Linked DNA regions of Danio rerio: region 1 is linked to region 2. The links are chromatin contacts, called in public HiCAR-type maps. All regions are on one chromosome and are shown on one strand. The core of a region is the stretch at or near the end of the contact, and the rest is flanking DNA. Distances in the headings are between cores, read along the strand shown. Region 1 overlaps wscd2 (WSC domain containing 2). Region 2 holds the start of ficd (FIC domain protein adenylyltransferase).

Region 1 (2,700 bases), core at 187-2,686, 170 kb after region 2:
ACAGCTAAATTCCTTTTTTTTTTTGGAGAAAAACAAATGATTTACAGATGTGAAAGCACAAAAACACATACATTTTCAAACTGTTCCTTTGGCGAAGCTCCTAAATGGCTTCAGAGCCCTTAAAATAATGTGCATAAGTTATACTGACAGCCTCTAATCTGGCATTGTTTTACATCCTTTGGTCAAAAGGTGAACACTTCTGTTTAGAATTATTGTAATTGTACAGAAATTTAGTTGGGGTTTTTAATCATTTCCTCTGTTGTGATCTATAACAAGAAATGTAATAAGGCTTCCAAAAAACTAAAGGGGAGTAACAGACAACACTTTCCCTTTTGGGAGAACAGTCCATTTAAATTATAAAAAACAACTGAGCTGTTTTTGTAAACATCTAATCATTTAAGGAATGAGGAAAAGAGGAGGTAAATATAGAAATAAGCAAACAAATCAGATGACCATCAGAGGAAGGATATACCTGATAACCCTTTCCCTCTCAGGTTACATTTACACAAGACAATTAAATCAAAAACAGATACAGTATACACATATCCTTATCTTTTCCATTTTTGAAGTTTCACATCCTGTACACACAGGATTGTTGAGGATGAAGGTTTTGGTAAAATCATTTTTTGTAGCCTGTTAACAGTAATAAAAGAAAAAAAGAGTATATTAAGCCCCCCAAAATTGTTAAAATTGTAAAAAAAAAAAAAAAAAGTTTTGAGTTTTTAAGTTGAAATCATCTTGTAAATGAGGCGACACGGTGGCTCAGTGGTTAGCACTGTCGCCTCACAGCAAGAAAGTCATTGGTTCGAGTTCTGGCTCGGTCAGTTGGCATTTCTGTGTGAAGTTTGCACATTCTCCCAATGTTCCCATGAGTTTCCTTCTGGTGCTCTGGTTTTCCCCACAGTCCAAAGACATGCGCTATAGGTGAATTAAATAAACTAAATTGCCCGCAGTATATGTGTGTGAAAAGAGTGTGTATGGGTGTACTGGGTTGCAGCTGGAAGGGGATCCGCTGTGTAAAACATACACAGGATAAGTTGGCGGTTCATTCTATAAAGGAGCTAAGCTGAAGGAAAATGAAAAAATCATCTTGTGAACATACCCTCATTTATTAAAAGGAATACGATTATAGTAATGAGTGATTTGTTTTTCATGTTTGTCAGTTAAGGACCCCATTAGCATGACATCAATAACATATTTATGAGGACTTACAGCGTACTGTAAGTGTATTTGTGCATTGTAATAACAACATGAGTGTTGTGTAGGTGTCATTTTTGTGTTTAAGTCAGGTTTTAACTACTCTGTGGGGACAAAAGCTCATCTTAAAAGAAGAGAATAAAAGTTATTTATAAGTAAAATGACTAGCATTGCTGAGGCCAGCTGTCATTATCCCTTTCAAGAAAAGTTGGCAGATAAATTTGCAATGCCTCCGGGCAGTTCATCAAAGACCTACTTGTATCGAAATGAATGAGGAAATACGTAAATCTCAAAAACTGCTGCCTGAACTTACAGTTAAATGACATCTTTGAAATCTGTAACATTTCAGTTCAAAATATCCCACAGACCATTTATTAGTCTATAGCTGGTCAAATTTCCCCTTTTTATGAGCAAAAACCCTTCATTTCTGTGTAATGAATTGTGGCTTTCAGAAGAGAGCAAAGGTCTATTCTGAAAAAAAAAACAAAACAATGAAACATTTGGTAACACTTTATTTTGATGGTTCATTTGAGTATTAGAAGACTCTGCCTAACATCTGTTGATACTGCTCCTTCAACAGACATTCAACTGACTATAAGAAACTTGTCAAGTACATGTCAAATTACACTAACCCTAACTCCAACATATCAGTCTACTTATAATCTTATGAAAATTAGTTGAAATGTAACTTAACTTCAACAAACGGACCATCAAAATAAAGTGTGATCAAACTTTTTTTTTTTTTAATGAGATCTCATTCAGACAAAATGTCATTTATGACCAGTTTAAGCCTTTCACAGTTTAACTCAAATATTTAATATTATAAGTGTCTTTATTTTTCCCTGATTTTCAATAAAAAGCTGAATGTCCATGACATCTATGATATATATATATATAATATACAAACAACAGTTTCTAGTTTCTGTCTGGTTCTCGAATTTGATTGGCTGATAGCCATGCAATATTCTGCAATAACAGCACTCATAAGACCTCCTCATCCTTTTTACTCCAGAGTGACAGCAGATCAATAAATTCACTACAGTTTGACAAATATTGCAGCTGTTGGACAACATTATGTACTTTTGAGGCTTTTTAGGCAAGAATATAGTTTTTTACATTGCAACTATGCAGTTTATTTATAAGGAGAGTGCCTATTTATAAATTTATGATTTTGAGATTCGGCGCATCAGCATCCATCAGCCTGTCATACTGAGCAGAGCAAAGACAGTTGACATTCTTCCACAAGATGGCGACAGAGGCCATATATTAGGAGTCCTTAGAGGAGAAAAATCTAGCGTAACTGATCAAATTATTATAAAAAAGGTAAGAGACTTTCAATGAAAATGAAAATGAAAGTCAACCTCTCTCTTTTGTATGTTGCAGTTCTGTATTTATACCATAGTCTATTAGTGTTTGCTTTGCTTTGGCTTTTTCGGAGTTAATTATTTTAATATTCTGATTGCAACTGAGACATAATCGGAAATCTCTGTAGACTGATGGTAT
Region 2 (2,700 bases), core at 160-2,659:
AGCCACTCAACAACAGAAAGCCAAAGCTGTACCTTTACTGGGCTTGACTTTTTGTGGCAGGAGGTCTAGTGCTGTGAAAGGAACCGCCAGGCTGGTGGTGTGAACTACAGGCCTCTGGATGCCCCCCCACATCTGACAGCGCAGAAGGGCAAGACCCTTGAGCGTGGCACAGCATTGCTCCTCGATGCCCACTAAAGGCAGCAGCAGGACAAACACAGACCCCAGCAGGCCAAACAGAATGGGCCCCCAACCCCAGAGCAGAGGACTGCTGCCGGCATAACGCAACACCGCTAGAGCTGCCATCAGTCCAGAGACCCAGAGTCAACATGACACACGTCCCACATTACAGCTGCAAACTCTCCGAAAACCTGGGTCAAATGGAAAAACAGATGCTGGTAAAGTCATGAACTTTTAAATGAATGGGATATTCACCCAAAAATGTAAAATTACTAATTCATAATGTTTATGCTAGGACTGCACCATATTGGAAAATAAACCGACATAGCGATATTTTGTTTTTCTGCAATAAATATTGTGATATGAATATAATTTCAGCAGATTATTTGAATAGTTCAATTTGTTAGTTCCATTTAAGACTTTTTAAGGTCTAAACTTTAGATTTTGAGATTGAAGACATTCAGACCCTGTGGACACCCTGAAGATTGCAGAAAACATGTAACCATTGACTTCCATAGCAGGAAAAACAAATACATTGCAATTCAACAGTTATAGATTTTCAACATACTTCAAACGATCTTCTTTTGTGTTTAACTGATGACAGTACCTCAAACAGGTGTGAAACAAAGCATTTTGGGGGTGAACTATCTTTTTAAACTATTGTCCTCCTACATTCTAATAAGTCAAGTACAGCTTGGGAGTCTATTTAGGGAATAATAGTCAACTCAAAAACATTATATGAACATTGACAATACTCTTTCAGGTTTTTTTTTTCTTTTGTCTGTTCACTTTAGTTTAGTGTCCGCAGATGTCACAATTATAACAGGTTACACAATTTAAAGCAGCTGAACCAGTACTTGAAATGCATTACACGTAATTGAGTGTTAAGCACAAGGTCATTTAATATACTTAAATGACAAACTTTATCAGCAAATCATGCTGTAATCTTAACGTTGCAGGAAAATTTCCTCGACAGCTGAAAGATTAAGATAAATACCGGTTAGTCCATGACTACCAGCTGGTCATGACACAAATCTTACACCTTTACAAAAACACATTAACAAACCTAAAAAAACAGCGGCAAATTCCATCGTTTATAACATAAGAAATAAATCTCCAGTTGTTCAGAGATACCTTACTGGATGTTGAAGTTTTATTCCCAGTTCTGATGAGGGAAAAGATCAGAAAAGATGCCTCTGTCGTTAGCAACGTCAACTTCCGTGAAGCGGATATCACCTACTTCTAAGGTTACGCCTGGTTGGATGGTTTTAGTTAGAATGTGATTAGTGATTGGTCAGAATGTCGCCACACACCCTACAACAGCAACACAGTTTTCAGATCGTAGAACTTCACGATTGGACAAGACAAAAACGCATCTGGATCTGGTATGACATGATGTAATGCTCTCTGATAATCAGTTTGTCAGTGCTTATTTTATAATATATATTTTGATGCAAACAATAATCGTTTAATTAAAGAAATATTATGAGGAAACTGCTCTTTCAAGACGACGGTTTCACAATTTTTTAAAGACCAAAGTACAGAACAATACAAATTCAAAGAAGAAAGAAAGAAAAGAAGAAAAAAAGGTCAGAGGTGTACAAAAAACAAAATATTTACAAAAAATATTTGTAAAAGTATGCATACTAAGGGTAAGGGCCTTGTGGGACTACAGCATGTGGAAGGTTTTAAGTAAAAAAAGACTGTTTTAATGGCATTTTTTAATTAGAGCTTTGCTTTATGCTATGTAATGTTCTAATTATTTTAGTATATCAAGATAAGGGTCTCACAGTGACACAGTTCTGTGTGAGGTTTGCATGTTCTCCCCATGTTTGTGTGGGTTAGGGTGTTCCTGTTTCATATACATATGCTGGATAAGTTGGCGGTTCATTCCAATGTGGCGAGCCCTGATAAATAAGGGACTAAGCCGAAAAGCAAATGAATAAATTAATATCAGGATAAAATATGTTTTTGGTTATTAAATTTGCAATGTAAATATTATCTAAAGATTAATAACATAAGCTTCCTTCATTTTTTTGTTAACATGTTGGTGTTCTAAACAAAAATGTGGCAATAATTTGTAATCTACAAATTTGGAGATTTTCTTTGAGAATTGACAATTCCAAAAAATACAATTTCTGATGTGACAAACAAAATCAAGCTCTGATCTACAGTTTAAGTCAGAATTATTAGCCTCCCCTGTTTATTTTATCCCCAATTTCTGTTTAACGGAGTGAAGATTTTTTTCAACACATTTCTAAACATAATAGTTTTATTAACATATTTCTAATAACTGATTTATTTTATCTTTGCCATGATGGCAGTAAATAATATTTTACTAGATATTTTTCAAGACACTTCTATACAGATTAAAGTGACATTTAAAGGCTTAACTAGGCTAATTAGGTATAGGTAGGTTAGGGTAATTAGGCAAGTTATTATATAACGATGGTTTGTTCTGTAGACTATCTAAAAACAATATAGCTTAAAGGGGCTAAAAATTTTGACCTTAAAATTGTTTTT

What was found. HiCAR-type assays count read pairs that join an accessible place to other places.
Region 1: a HiCAR-type map of caudal fin shows a contact between it and region 2, with 12 times the contacts expected there. The contact joins the enhancer-like site here to the promoter of ficd in region 2. A contact is called at or near these places in 6 of 18 Hi-C or Micro-C datasets (caudal fin, embryo, hematopoietic stem cells and 2 more) and 2 of 4 datasets of contacts at active chromatin or transcription factors (caudal fin and embryo).

Annotation. Positions count from the first base shown.
Region 1 is chr5:21,386,080-21,388,779 of GRCz12tu, forward strand. All of the region lies in intron 2 of wscd2 (WSC domain containing 2), which reads right to left. Among named protein-coding and RNA genes, the nearest start is that of wscd2, 20 kb to the right of the region's middle. Within about 2 kb of position 1,437, at least 4 of the 62 cell types and tissues checked have an H3K27ac peak or open chromatin away from gene starts, as enhancers often do. A contact at or near this core is called in caudal fin and skeletal muscle, where this site is marked.
Region 2 is chr5:21,218,255-21,220,954 of GRCz12tu, forward strand. It overlaps ficd (FIC domain protein adenylyltransferase), which reads right to left and starts at 1,410. Exons shown (of 3, transcript NM_001017794.2): 1 at 1,317-1,410; 2 at 33-368. The coding sequence starts at 303.